2 separate regions of the Mus musculus genome follow, and region 2 is linked to region 1. A link is a contact called in public HiChIP or PLAC-seq data. All regions are on one chromosome and are shown on one strand. The core of a region is the stretch at or near the end of the contact, and the rest is flanking DNA. Distances in the headings are between cores, read along the strand shown.

The links. HiChIP or PLAC-seq counts read pairs in DNA pulled down with a chosen protein or histone mark.
Region 2: a contact with region 1 is called in an H3K27ac HiChIP or PLAC-seq map of neural progenitor cells, with 5 times the contacts expected there. The contact joins two enhancer-like sites. A contact is called at or near these places in 1 of 484 Hi-C or Micro-C datasets (nephron progenitors) and 3 of 115 datasets of contacts at active chromatin or transcription factors (embryonic stem cells, neural progenitor cells and stem cell-derived neural progenitor cells).

What each region holds. Positions count from the first base shown.
Region 1 is chr2:17,696,959-17,703,802 of GRCm38.p6, reverse strand. It overlaps a transcript of Nebl not described here. Among named protein-coding and RNA genes, the nearest start is that of Mir6419, 140 kb to the right of the region's middle. Within about 2 kb of position 5,147, at least 27 of the 459 cell types and tissues checked have an H3K27ac peak or open chromatin away from gene starts, as enhancers often do. A contact at or near this core is called in neural progenitor cells and stem cell-derived neural progenitor cells, where this site is marked.
Region 2 is chr2:17,834,985-17,841,502 of GRCm38.p6, reverse strand. No RefSeq gene overlaps it. Among named protein-coding and RNA genes, the nearest start is that of H2al2a, 160 kb to the left of the region's middle. Within about 2 kb of position 1,947, at least 33 of the 459 cell types and tissues checked have an H3K27ac peak or open chromatin away from gene starts, as enhancers often do. A contact at or near this core is called in neural progenitor cells and stem cell-derived neural progenitor cells, where this site is marked.

The DNA of each region.
Region 1 (6,844 bases), core at 3,898-6,397:
TAAATTTTATTAGTAGGTGCCAAGGAAATGCCCTCAAAAAGGCAGCAAAGCTTTGCTTGCCTTCTGGGTTGACAGCTCAACCAAACCCTTAGGCATTTGTGGAACCTTGAATAGGAGGCTGTAGATGGAGGGGAATCCAGGGGCTTTACTGCTTAGGATTTGACATTGACTGGCGCTCTGATCCCTGCCTACAGAGTTCTGAGAACCTTCCAGTAAGTGTAGTTGCAGCGCTCTGAATATAACAAATCAGTCATTAAACAGCAGAAGCGATTATGAATTGCTGCAGTCATTCAGCCATATCTTTGGGTTGTGAGAATATCTAACTGCACAAGCACTGCTGTAACTAAAAATGTGTATTTTAACATTTTTTTTTTGTCTCCATCAGTACATTTCACTCTGAGGTCTTTTCAGAGCATCTCATAATAAGTCAACAGACCTATTTCAAATGTGTTTGTTACTAAGCAACGGTTACTAAGAGTGCTTGTAATTAAGATGAAAGTTGCAAGGAAATGATGCTCAAACACAGCACCCTTTCCCCACCCCCATTTTCTGATAACTCGGGAGGGGTGGCATGGTAAAGTGAAAGGAGATATTCTGCTGAGATCTCCCAATGCAGGTCCATCCTCAGCCTATCAGACAGTGTGTGTGTGTGTGTGTGTGTGTGTGTGTGTGTGTGTGTGTTTCAGATCAGCATCTCTTTGTCTCCTGCATCTGAAAGGCACATTACAGGTATGAGCAGGTAGCACATGCCAGAGGCAGCTGCACAGCACAGCTGTGCGACCTGACCACACACTGATGAGGACCGTGCTGCCCAGCACATAACGCTGGAGGAGGGATGATGGGCGCACATGCCACGTGAAACCAACAACTTCCTGTGCAGTTATAACTGACCTAGATTAAGCAGGGATGTAGGCCTGCTGTGTACTTTCTTGAACAATGCAGTTTCTTTTTCTTTTGGGGATTTCTAAAGGAAGATTGAGATGAGTTTTTTCCTATTCATCATGTCTGGCTCATAGCAGGCATTTAACAAATGCTTCTTTTTGCTTTCCTACTTCATTTTATTCTAGAGGCAAAGTGGGGGTGGGGTAGTGGTGGTGGTGGTGGTGTTGGTTTCGGGTTACCATGGTAACCTGTTGTTGACTGACCTCCTTTTAAACCTGTTGTTAGATGCCCAATCCAGCAGTCCAGAAGACCAGGCCCCACCCAATGGAGGCCTCTGTAAGATAAAAAGTTCAGGGGTATCAGCAAGCAGTGACTGAGAGGCCCAGGTGTCTGAGGACACCCAGCTTGCCCGTGCTTGGGTGGAATGAATGTTAGTCCCTGAAGGGCCTTCTCTAATAGACCTTGTTTTATTTGGCCTCTTTGCTTTTAAGCTGTGCAATGTTGAGCAGGACATGACTGCTTTGACTTTTGTTGTATTTTATTTATGTGACACTGTGTGTGTGTGTGTGTGATGCATGCACATGGACATGCTGTTTCCATGTGAAAATGTGTGTGTGTGTGTGTGTGTGTACATGCTTGTTTGCAGAAGCCCAAGGTGGTCATTCTATTCGTCCACAGTCACTTTCCACCTTCTCCATTGAGGCAGAAACTTGCAGTTGAACCCAGATCTTGCTGTTACTAGCTGTCTCTGCCCTCTGAGTGATGGAATTTCAGGCAGGTTATCATGCCTACTCAGTGTTGGTGTGCGTTCTGGTGATCCAGACCCCAGTCCTCGTGCCTGCTGGGTGTTCAGCAAGTGCTTTACTCTTCTTCATCTTCCCAGCCAGCCCTGGCTGTGAACTTTATTGCCTCCTTTTTACGTGCTGTGAGTCAGGTGACAGGACTATCCTAAGAATCAGATAGGAAAGAATATATGGGAAGTTACATATTCTATCTACTTAGTAGGTATTTCCCAAATATCTCGTGTATGTCAAGGCCTGCTCTGGTTTTATAATATTTTATCCCAGAGCTAATGAATAGCTCTATTAACTTATTCTAAGTGGCAGTTTAATATTCCAATTGATCACCCAGTTAATGAAAAATTTTGCAAACAATGCATGTTAGGATTTTTTTTTTTTATATATATCTTTGTCCTTGGTGTATGTGAATGGTTTTTTGGGAGAATTGAGAGAGATTTTGCCAGGTCCTAACAGTCAATAGCGACTTGCCTTCTGAAACAAGATACATGAAAAAGACCCATGTGGACACAGCTTTGTTCACTCTTCAAACTTTACCTATCTCCTAGATGAAAACCAGAATTTAATGGCTAAATTACTTTAGTTCTTTAGCCTATTTTAAGACCTTCTTTTTATGGCTTTGGGCATTTTTACTTCCTCCGTGATTAGCCTTTTCACCCCTCTACTCTCCATTCTTAGGAACGTCACTGTCTTAGTTATTTGAAGGGACATGTGCACGTACACATGTGTATACATGCATGTGTATGAAATATGTACCTTTTCATTTTATTATCTTATTTTCCATTGAGTCAGTAGGCTGGACATTAGCACTACTCACAGAGGAAGTGAGAAAGAGTTACATGGGCTTAGTTATACCCACTTGGCCTGTTGTGATGGGACATGGTTAGGATTAGCTCCTGTGATCCAGTCTGCTTTTGTTGGTACAGAGAGGGTTATTTAGAAGGCTCAACTAGCCAGGAAGGGTGGGTTAGCTCTGGGGAATCTGGATGTCTTGAAGCAGTATCTATATGCTACAGGGATACCCAAGGGGACAGTGCTTAGCACAAGGGCACAGGCCCTGTTGTCCCAAGGCCAATAGCTCCTTCCATGAAGCCTGCAGAAGTTATCCAATCCTGGGAAAAAGCAAAGTGACTGAGGGCTCTAGGGTTGTGACTGGGTCTTTTGTTTCTTATAGGGTGGATACAAAGGCAATGGAGAAGAAGAGTGACAGTCCCTGTAGGGTGCCACCTTTCTGCCTTCCAAGGGCACAAGCATGCTTTGCAGAAACTAGAGAATGCTCTATTCTTAAGATTCACAAGAGAGGCAGAACAAAGGCTCTGCTGTATTGTATTTGAATAATTGTATTTTTCTGATCGAATAATTATCATTCCATCTCCCCATATAAATGAATGTATTAGAGGTAAAGGACACCCCCTTTCTTCTCCAAGTGGCCTTATTTTAAGCTCTTGCTTTGTCCAACCGAAGCCCTATCACAAACTGGCCAAGTAGCTACCCTAATCCCATGCATCTCTTGCTTCCTCTGTGAGTCATGTCGAATGCCCAACCTTTTTTTCTTTTTTTTTTTGAGACAGGGTTTCTCTGTACAGCACTGACTGTCAAAGAACTCACTCTATAGACCAGGCTGGCCTCAAACTCAAAGATCCGTCTGCCTCTACCTTCGGAATGCTGGAACTAAAGATGTCTACCACTGTACAGCTATGTCCAACTTATTGACTCAATGGACAATAAGATAGTGAAATGGAAAAAATACATAAGCATTTCATATACGTGTGTGTATGTGTGTGCATGTGCACAGACACACGAACACACATGTGTGTGCATATCTGTTCAAATAACTAAGGAAGTGATGTGGCTGAGAGCAGAGAATGGAAGGGTGAAAAGGCTAGCCACAGAGAAATAAAAAATGGCCAAAGCCATGAAAAGAAGGTCTTAATTAGGCCAAAGAACTAAAGTAATTAGCCATTAAATCTGCCTATCTAGGAGATGAGTAAAGTTTGAATAACGAACAAAGCTGTGCCCACAGTCTGTCTTAGGATGTACAATAAAAATTGCAGAATTAAAATAAAACTGTTTCAGGCTAGATTAACTTTAGGATCTGTATTATTTTTTTTTTTCTATGCAGCTGGGAACAAAACCTCGGGCAAGAAGCAACTTAAGGCAGGCAGGGCTGATTTGGGCTCACAGTTTGAGGATACATTCCACCATCATGGCAAGGCAGTATGTCAGTAAAAGTGTGAGGTGGCTGGTCATATTGTGTCCCAATCAGTAAGCAGAGGATGAATGCTGAGGCCCAGTTAGCTTTCTCCTCCTCCTTCAGTGTGGGCTCCCAGGCCATGGGATGGTGATGCTTACATTCAGGTGAGTTACCCCTGCTACATTAAACAACCTCCTAGTCATACCTAGATATGTTTCCATGGTGATAATATATTCAGTCTAGTTGACAATGATGATTATCCATCACAGGAGCATCTGCCCCCACTTGCATATTTAATATGTATGGAATGTAAGCGCTGGGAATGTGGGGTGGTTGTGCAGTATTTTACAGTTATTCTAGCTCTGGGACTAGAACTTGGCTTTTCCAACTCCAGTAAGAGTTCTGGTGTCTTCTGTTCATTTGTCTATTCCTTAGAGCTTATTACATTAAAGATAAAAGCTCATTCATTCATTTCATTGAACTATTGCTTTGTGCTAAGTGTTTGAAAAGCACTTTTATGTTTGAATATCTACTTCCATTTGTGCGCTTTGAAAGCCCTACCTTTCTTTCTTTCTTTCTTTTTCTTTAAAGATTTGTTGATTTTATATATGTGAGTACACTGTTACTGTCTTCCGACACACCAGAAGAGGGAATCAGATTTCATTACAGATGGTTGTGAGCCATTATGTGGTTGCTGGGAATTCAACTCAGGACCTCTGGAAGAGCAGATGGTGCTCTTAACCACTGAGTCATCTCTCTAGCCCTAACCCTACCTTTCTTAACTTTAAATTATGCTTATCATGTGTGATGAATTAACGAAATGATTATTGTTATAGATCTCTATGTTTTTGTAACACACATATATGCAAAGACTCAACTTCAGCTCTGTTTAATCAGTTCAAGTTTACATAGTCTAACATAGATCACTGTATGTAGTCATGTGCTTCTAGGGTTTGTATGGTTATAGTCACAGGGTACCTCAGGTCATCCTAACAGATGATTCTGAAATAATGGGAGGTGGGGGGGGGTGAAGCCAGAAGAGTTGTTGGGCTATTGGCCTGCCCTGTCTGATCCTGGTCTCAGAGAAGGGCTAGGCCTGTTTTAAGCCAGCTCTCTGTGCATCAGGACACCAAAATAGGGAATTCTTGGGAATAGTGGGTTATATTACCAAGGAGATGGCCAAGAGAATGATTGTTCCTGCAAGCTTCCCTACTGAATAAGGTCTTTTTTTTCTTGTTACAAAGAGTGATTCAAAGCCCTTTAGTCCTGGTCTGGCTGGAGTTGATGTGTGGATGGGAGGGGAGGGGCCTGCCTTCTACCTAGAGGCTTTGTATGAGGCCAATGGGAAGACTTTCAAGAAAGGCCTTTGCTGGCTGAGTTGCTTTGGGGTTTGGATGACAGTTCTGGATGTTATGTACCACGTGGGGAAAAGCCAAAAGCCTTGGGGGTAGATACTGACTGCCAGGACACCATTATTTGGTATCAGAGCTTTCATCTAAAGGATGACGATTGACAGTGAGGTTAAATAGAGGACTTTTTTTTTTTTCTCAGTTTCAGTCATTGATGTTGTTGCTGTTTTGCTGCATAGCTCAGAATGGCCTTTAACTCACAGATCTCGTGACTTGTGCTCTGGAGTGCTGCGACTGTGGGCATGAACACTGTACCTGGCTAGGTTTCAGTCTTTTAGTAAGAATGTGAAGGTTTTCTTGTTCCACTCAGCTCTGTGGCATTCTCTTAGATGCACACTTCTAGTTCATCTTTTATGGTTCCTTCTTGGTGGGTAATGGTTGTCTGAGATGATTTTTTTTAAAGCAAGCTATTAAATATTAGCTTTTCCTTCTTTTACTTTGTGACAATACTAGTCATAGAAAACCTGAGGAATTCTTATATACTTCTCCCCTAGAGTTTCCAAATGACAGTGTTTTAAAACATTTGCCATTTTCAGTTTTTCTCCTGAACCAGAGAGATAAATGCTGATAAAATGTCTCTCTGTTCTTAAATAACACACCGTGTGTGTCCTAAAAACAAAGGATTTCTCTTACAGACATACTTTATACTTTGCAAAATTGGGAAATGAAAATTGATAACATAGTGTTATCTGCTTACAGGCTTCTTTCAGATTTCCCCAAAATGAACAATAATGCCAGTTTTGCTGAAGGAAAAGCACAGGTCAAGCTGCTTTTTGGATTGTTATGTTCTTTGGTCATCTTAATTTGGAACTATCTTTTTATTCATGGAAGTAACATTTTTGAAAACTGTAGACCGGTATTTTGTAGAAGGATTATAATTTTATATTTGTCTCCCATCTTCTTATAGCTAGATCTACGTTAGGCATTTTTTGGTGAGACTAAAATTGATACTACTTTTAAGTCATTAATTTTTAATTAATGTTGACTTAGTAAAGTTGATAGATTTATTTTTATCATATGCCCTTATTTTACCTTAAATGTCTTATCCTATACATAAATCTAGCAAGTAATTTGCAAAATGAGATCAAATAATATTTAGATATTTAATCTAAATGCTGGTTAATAAATTAAAGTTAAACAGACTAAATTACCATGGATCCCTCTGCTCTGTAGCTTGCTTATTTTTTTTTAAGCATTTAAAGCTGTACTTGTAAATACATATGATATGCTTTTAAATCACTTCATAGGCTGGAGGAAGTAAACTTGAAGATCTTAGCACTTTCTTAAGGAGTTTTAAAATTCTACCAAACTAACAGTTATGCCTATATATTTCTAATTCTCCTAAACACTCTAAAAAAAACCCAAAACACTTAAATTTTCCCGTTTTATTCAATCATAGTCTAAAGTCAATTGTGCTCAGGTATATTCTTAATGATGTAAGGTATGTGTGTGTGTGCCTGTGTGTGTGTGTTTTGTATTTGTGAGTGCATGAATGCAGAGACCACAAGTTGGATACCTTCCTCTATCACTCTCTGCCTTATTCCTTGGGACAGGGTCTCTTA
Region 2 (6,518 bases), core at 698-3,197, 140 kb before region 1:
GAGGATAAGGAAGATGAAAGCAACTCCATTCATTGTGCTCCCAAGAATCTCAGAGCTCTTGCAAGGTTTTATCCTGAAGATCTCATCTCCGTGAAACTCAGGAGATGGCTGTCACAGGCATTCTTGTTTCTTGTTCTCATCTCAGGGAGGTAGGCCTGTTGGCTTCAGTCCAGCCCTGCCTGAGACAGCAGTTGGAGTTGTCTGTCTTACTGTGTGCCTCCACACAGCTGTGCCCTCTCAGAGGCGCCAAACTGACATTCTACTAGAAATGCCTTCAGGAGAGGCCTGTCCAGAGGGAGATGGGACAAGTCACAAACACCCTTATTTCTGTTGCTCCCAGGAAGAATTGCTTTTTTTGCATTCTCATGAGACATTCAGATCTCACAGTGACCAAAATAGACTTTTAATGCTATTACGGTTATCGTTATTATTGTTACTATTACCATATTGAGTGGCAGAGTCACCTTATTGCCCAAGCTGACCTTGAACTCCAGGGCTGATGTAATTTTCTTGCTTTAATCTCCTGAGTAGATGTGGCAAGATATTATTATTATTGTCATTGTCACTATTGTTTCAGTGTTAAGGACTGAACTCAGGCACATTACATGCTAGCCAAGTGTCCTACCACTGAACTATGTTTAAGATCTAAAATTGATCAGATATGGTAACTAAAATCCACCGAGTAGTTATAGTCTACACACCATGTAAACTATCATAAACTTGGATATAGCGTCTTAAGTCTTAATTTTTCTGAGCACATTACAAGTTGTACACTACCTCCAGATCTGTCCCATACTTTTGTTGACATCATCCTGATTTTGTAGTTATCATTCTCTTCTGAGTGGTCACAAGCTGTGAGAGGGGTGCATTTTAAATACTAAAGCTGAATTGTGGTTGGCACTAGGCCATCCTCTGCTACATACGCAGCTAGAGCCATGAGTCCCACCATGTGTTTTCTTTGATTGGGCCATTTTCATTCAAATGACCACAGATCCCAACTCACGTGCTTACAGCTTTGACCTGATACTCTTATCTTCCAAAAGTCAGGTTCTGAGTGTTTCAGAAGTAGGAAATGTTTGCGTACATGTAGGGAAATAGCTTGAGACTGATACTTGACATTAAGCCTAAGACTCATGTTTCATATATACTTTATGCACATAATCCAGATGCAAATTAATACAGTATTTTTAAATAAGTTTGAGCTTGAAACAAGGTTTGTGTTGAATGAAGACTTGTCATATCTCACGGGCATTGAACCTGTTTCACATTGTGGAGCACTGTGGGTTTTTGCATGAGTGGTGCTCAGCTTTGGATAAAGCCTAGAACTCAGTGTTCCTCTCTGTTTGGCGCTGTTATGGCCACCCTTGGGCTTGTTACTGTGACTTTGAGCACCCCAGACACAGAACTCCATCTGTGCACACAGTAGATAGAGTAGAGCAAAGTAGAAGACTCACGTGCTTCCTTCAGGACCCCGAGGACTGACTTCTCCTTTTCAGAGAACCTTTCTGGCCCCCTGACTCTGACTAGCCTATCCTGTGTTAGTTATTACATATATAGAAACTCCCAACTGGGTAATTATCTACAACTGTGCTGTTTGGAGTGTCTACACGGTGCATTTAAAGAGTGCCTTGTAATCATGGGTGTCCTGGAAAACCAGTGCTCCCGCCAGCCAATTATCACAGAATCACGGGTCTGGAAGGGATGACAGATGTTATTAAATCCAGCTCTGTCCCCAACCCAAGCCTCAGGGTAGAACCCTAAATTTATCCAGTGTGCTCTGACACAGTCTAATTTTATCTGGAAAATGAAGCATTTCTTGGAGGGAGGGTTTGGGAGTATGACCTTGAATCTGATCACTTCCTGAGAGTAAACCCTCCCACTGCCCGACTGCCCATTCTTTGAGTGAGTCAAAGCCCCAGTTTGTCTCTTTCCTTTGTTTCACCCAGAGTTTCCAGCCTTGGCACCGAAGGATGGGGGTAGGGACTTTTGTAGATGGAACACACTTCCCAGGCCCTGTGGACAGCAGGCCTCGGGCCAACTGAGTCTGGAGCTAGCAGAGGTTCATGCAGCCTGGGTCCTCAGCCGAGGGGCAGAGAACGTCTTCGTCTTTTTCTAAACCAACTGACCTGGGGCAAGCTTCTCGTGTCGCCCTCAGGACGCCAAGTTAGCGAGAGCCTCGGAAGCCGTTCCCCTTGCACGGGCTTCCGACATCAGCTCAGCGCATTCAAAGCAACATCCACCCTCTTCCAGCATTCTCCCCAGGCTGAGGGCCTTCATTCTTGGGGTTCATTTGATCCGTTTCCATAGCAACATCCACTTGTTGCATTCTGAATCTCCCATCGAGGTCCTTGCAATTTGCCAGCTAAGCCACCGATCACAGGCGTGTGCACCAGGTTAATAAGACAAAGTCTGTTTTACTTAGGCCTTCCTCCCTTTGTCCCCTTTCCATTGAGGGCAGCCTTACAAAAGACAGGGCATTTTGGCTTTCAAAATCCTGAGACCTCTGCTCATTATCCTAGACGATACTTGGACTGACTCAGTGTGCACTCCATTTCCATGCTGTCTCTGGGCAGCTGCTCTTCTGAGCAAACCATGGCAACAGCCGGGAGTGAGAGACAGGGCCAGGAAGATGGGTTGCCTTGGGCATGTGGGTGTGTGTCAAAGGTGATACACCCCTTTATTTCAAAGGTAAGACACCCAGGGTGGAAACAATTCCATCATGGTCCTCAGCATCCTTTTTTGAAGGCTAGAATTGAAGTTGGAGTCCAAAGAAAGTCGCTTTGTTTTCAGAGAATTTGGATGTTTCATGTCGGTGACATTAATCAGAGAAGCCCGGAGCTCTGTGGATTCCTGCCGCTTTGACATCTCAGATGTGTACAGACCAGAGTTAGCCACTACTTCCCCAGGGTGTGTTTAGTCTAATAGGTATAAACCAGGACCTGCAAGATGATTAGTGATGAGAGAGAAAAAAACTCTCCCCATAAGCAGAATCGCAGAGAGGAATCCGATAAGGGGATCAGCAGATCAAAGCGATCATTGCAATTGACTATCCCTCTGTACCAACTTGAATGGCATGCTTCCTGCCCACAGCAGCCTCCCCCGCTGCCCTGAGATTTGAAGCGTACGATATCTGTTGATGTTTTGCACATGTTGCTTGTTTGTTGTTTGTTGCTTGCTGCTCCTGGAAGCATGATGGAAAACAAAGAAAAGTGCTCTGGGCTAATGGAGGTACTGCCTTGTGTGTGGCCGAGACTTTAGTGAGGGCACACGGAAGGGCAGCGTTCTTCTCTTTCAGAGACGCCAGGTACGAAGCAGGAACTGACTGGAGGTGCAGAGGCAGAAGGCTTAACTTTCAGAAGAATGCCTGAATGTTCTGCTTGTCTGGTTACATTATGGATTTTAACAGAATCCTTGAAAAGGGAAAACAGAGGAACATAACGATCCAGTGCCTACGGCTTCTTGGCTGCAGATACGCCAAATATGCTAACAAATGAACACAGACATCAAGGGCAGTCTGTGACACAGCATCGCTCTGCAGACCTATTTCAAAGGCAGGCAAAATTAAAAAGGGGGAAATTGTCTAAATTAAAAGTAAATGCTTTTGGCTGCAAACAAGCCAGTCAAACACTTAATAATGCAGTGAAGGAGCCCAGGAGATTGACTGGACTCAGTAGGTCCTGTCGGTGAGGCTGGCACACTACAGACCCTGGGAACCCTCCAGAACCTTCCGGGCCTTTGGGAAGTGGCTCTGAAGCTGATCAGGGTTGGATGGCTGACTCCTAGCTGGCACTGTCCTGTCTAGGCTTGGGAGGCTGCAGAAGTCTGGACTGGATTCTTGGATGACGTTATTCAGTATTAGCATTCCCTGTGGGCCTTGGTCTCCGAGGGCTGCTTCTGTTTCAATGCAACTTAAACAAGTCAGCTAAGCAATCAGGGAGCAAAACTGACTTCCTTCCTAGGAAACCCCAGAAGTAAGGCTAGGCAGGGCTGGCTGGACCTCGTGAGGTTATGAAAGCTGGGCGTGCTTTCTCTCTCCCTCCTTGGCCTTCCGTGGTCTGTCATTTATTGTAAGATTAGCTCTGCTCTTGGTTTTAAGGGGTATGACTATTGCCTTTAGGGTGGCATACATTCCTAGCCATGCTCAAAGACAATGAGCAAAGGCATGTCCCTCCCCAAACACCAAACCAAAGTTATAAATCTCTAACTCCAGTGTAGGCTCCTGCTCCCACCCTTGAGACGTACTCTTAAAATCAATGTGGCAAAGGAAAAAAAAAACAAAGCAAAATAAAACAAAAACCAACCAACCAACCAACCAACCAACCAACCAACCAACCAACATTGGTTAGCCATCAAGTACTTCCTGCCTTAGACTTTTCATTGCCATCACAAAATAACTGAACAAAAAGAATGCAAGAGACCAAAGCATTATTTGGGACCACAGTTTCAGAGGATCAGTTCATCATGGCAGCTGGAAGTGAGGGAGGGAGGGAGAGACAGATTATATCCCCTGTTTTTTCCCTTTCCTGTTTTATCGGAGGGGCCCTAGCATGATGGGATGCGGCTGCTCACAATCACTCTGTTTTCCCTCCTAATCTAATGTTCTTTGGACATGCCCTCCCAAGCTCACCCAGCGATGTTCCACCATAGCAAACAGTGAGACAGCACAGCTTATACTTCGAATACAAGGCTCAGGAGGCCCTTGTACTCAATCCAGCTGTGCTTTGGCTTAGCTTTCACAACACAACTCTGGTTGTCTTCGCTTACCCATTTCTATCTCCTTCTCTCAGATTTGGCATCTCTACCCAACTCTTTTGGGCTTTTCTCTATTCCCAACAGAGACAGCTGATTCTCATATCTGGCCTTTGGACATAACGTTCCTGCTCTAATTCCCATTTGTGCCTCTCATGAGTTACACCAGTGTCCATGAGTACCAATCTCTTGGACTTGCAGTGTGGCCTAAAATGGCCTGGCCTGGAGTTCTAGGGGGAGTCACCATCACTGTCACGTTGGTGGTTGGAAGTAGGGCAACAGACTTTGGTAGATTGTCCTATGATGAGTGTCTGGATAGAGACCTCCACTATGGCACTGTGCTGTTATACCACAGCATACTGTGTGAGCTAAGGAGATTGTACACCATCAGAATGCTGACCTCTAGCCGGCCACAGAGTGAGTCATTGCTTGTTCAGAATAAGTAGCCCTGCCACGTTGTTTAAGTTGCAGACTCCGAAGAAGTAAGGTCCAGCCATGGGACTGGGCAGTCAGGAATATGTGTGTGGAGTCCTTCATGGGGTTCCTGTTGTATGTAGCTACAGGGGATCCCAGATCCCCTGCTTCACATGTGTTGGAAAACTTTGTCTATTTGGTCTGCACATCCTAGAAGTTATGTCTAAACCAGCCCTGGCTAACAGAACATACAGGCTCTATGGATGAAAGATTCCATTATTCTTTTGAAAATTTATACACAAGAAAGTCCAGTTGGCTTAGAAACCTGTCCATATTATCAGAAGACACATAAATATTACATTTATCAATAATGGCAATGGATATTTAATGGAGTCTTTAAATATTTCACTGCTATGCATTCTAGATAGACATAAAATGATTTCAAAGAGCTGAGCAAAAAATCCTTACTGCATGATTGTAAAGATCTGAGTTTTATTCCTAGCAACCATGCAAAAGCTGTCTGTGGCAGTGTGCATCTTTGATTCCATTGATGGGGAAGAAGAGACAGGTGGATCCCTGGGGATTGCTGGTTGGCCACCCCAGCTATATCGGTGAGCTCTGGGTTTAGTGAGAAACTTTGTGTGTAACGTGGAAAGTAACTGAGGAAAATATCCAGTGTTGACCTCTGACCTCCACATATACACATAATGTGTCTTAGTTAGGGTTTTACAGATGTGAACAGATACCATGACCAAGGCAACTCTTTTAAGGACAACATTTAGCTGGGGGCTGGTTTATAGGTTCAAAATTCAGACCATTATCATCAAGGTGGGAACGTGGCAGCATCCAGGCAGGCATGGTGCAGGAGGAGCTGAGAGTTCTACATCTTTATTTGAAGGCTGCTAGCAGAATACTAGACAGCTAGGATGAGGGTCTTAAAGCCCACACCCACAGTGACATACCTACTCCAACAGGGCCACACCTACTCCAACAGGGCACATCTTCTAATAGTGTCACTTACTGGGCAGAGCATATAAAAACTATCACATGATGGATACACATGTATAAATGTACCCACAAACACATGCACCCCCAAACAACTTGCTTTATTGACACATACTCATATAATCATTCTTCATTTAAAATTCATGAGAGTTTTTTATTTAAAAAATATCTCATTTTTGGAATTTCAAGAAACTTTTTTTTAAAAGTCAACATTTTGAAGGCAGATGTGATGGTAGATGATTATAACCCCTGCACTTGGGAGACTGAGGCAGAAGTAGTACAATGTCAAGTTTACCCCAAGTTACATAGCCATATCCCATCTCAAAAGAGAATAAAAACATTGACATTTT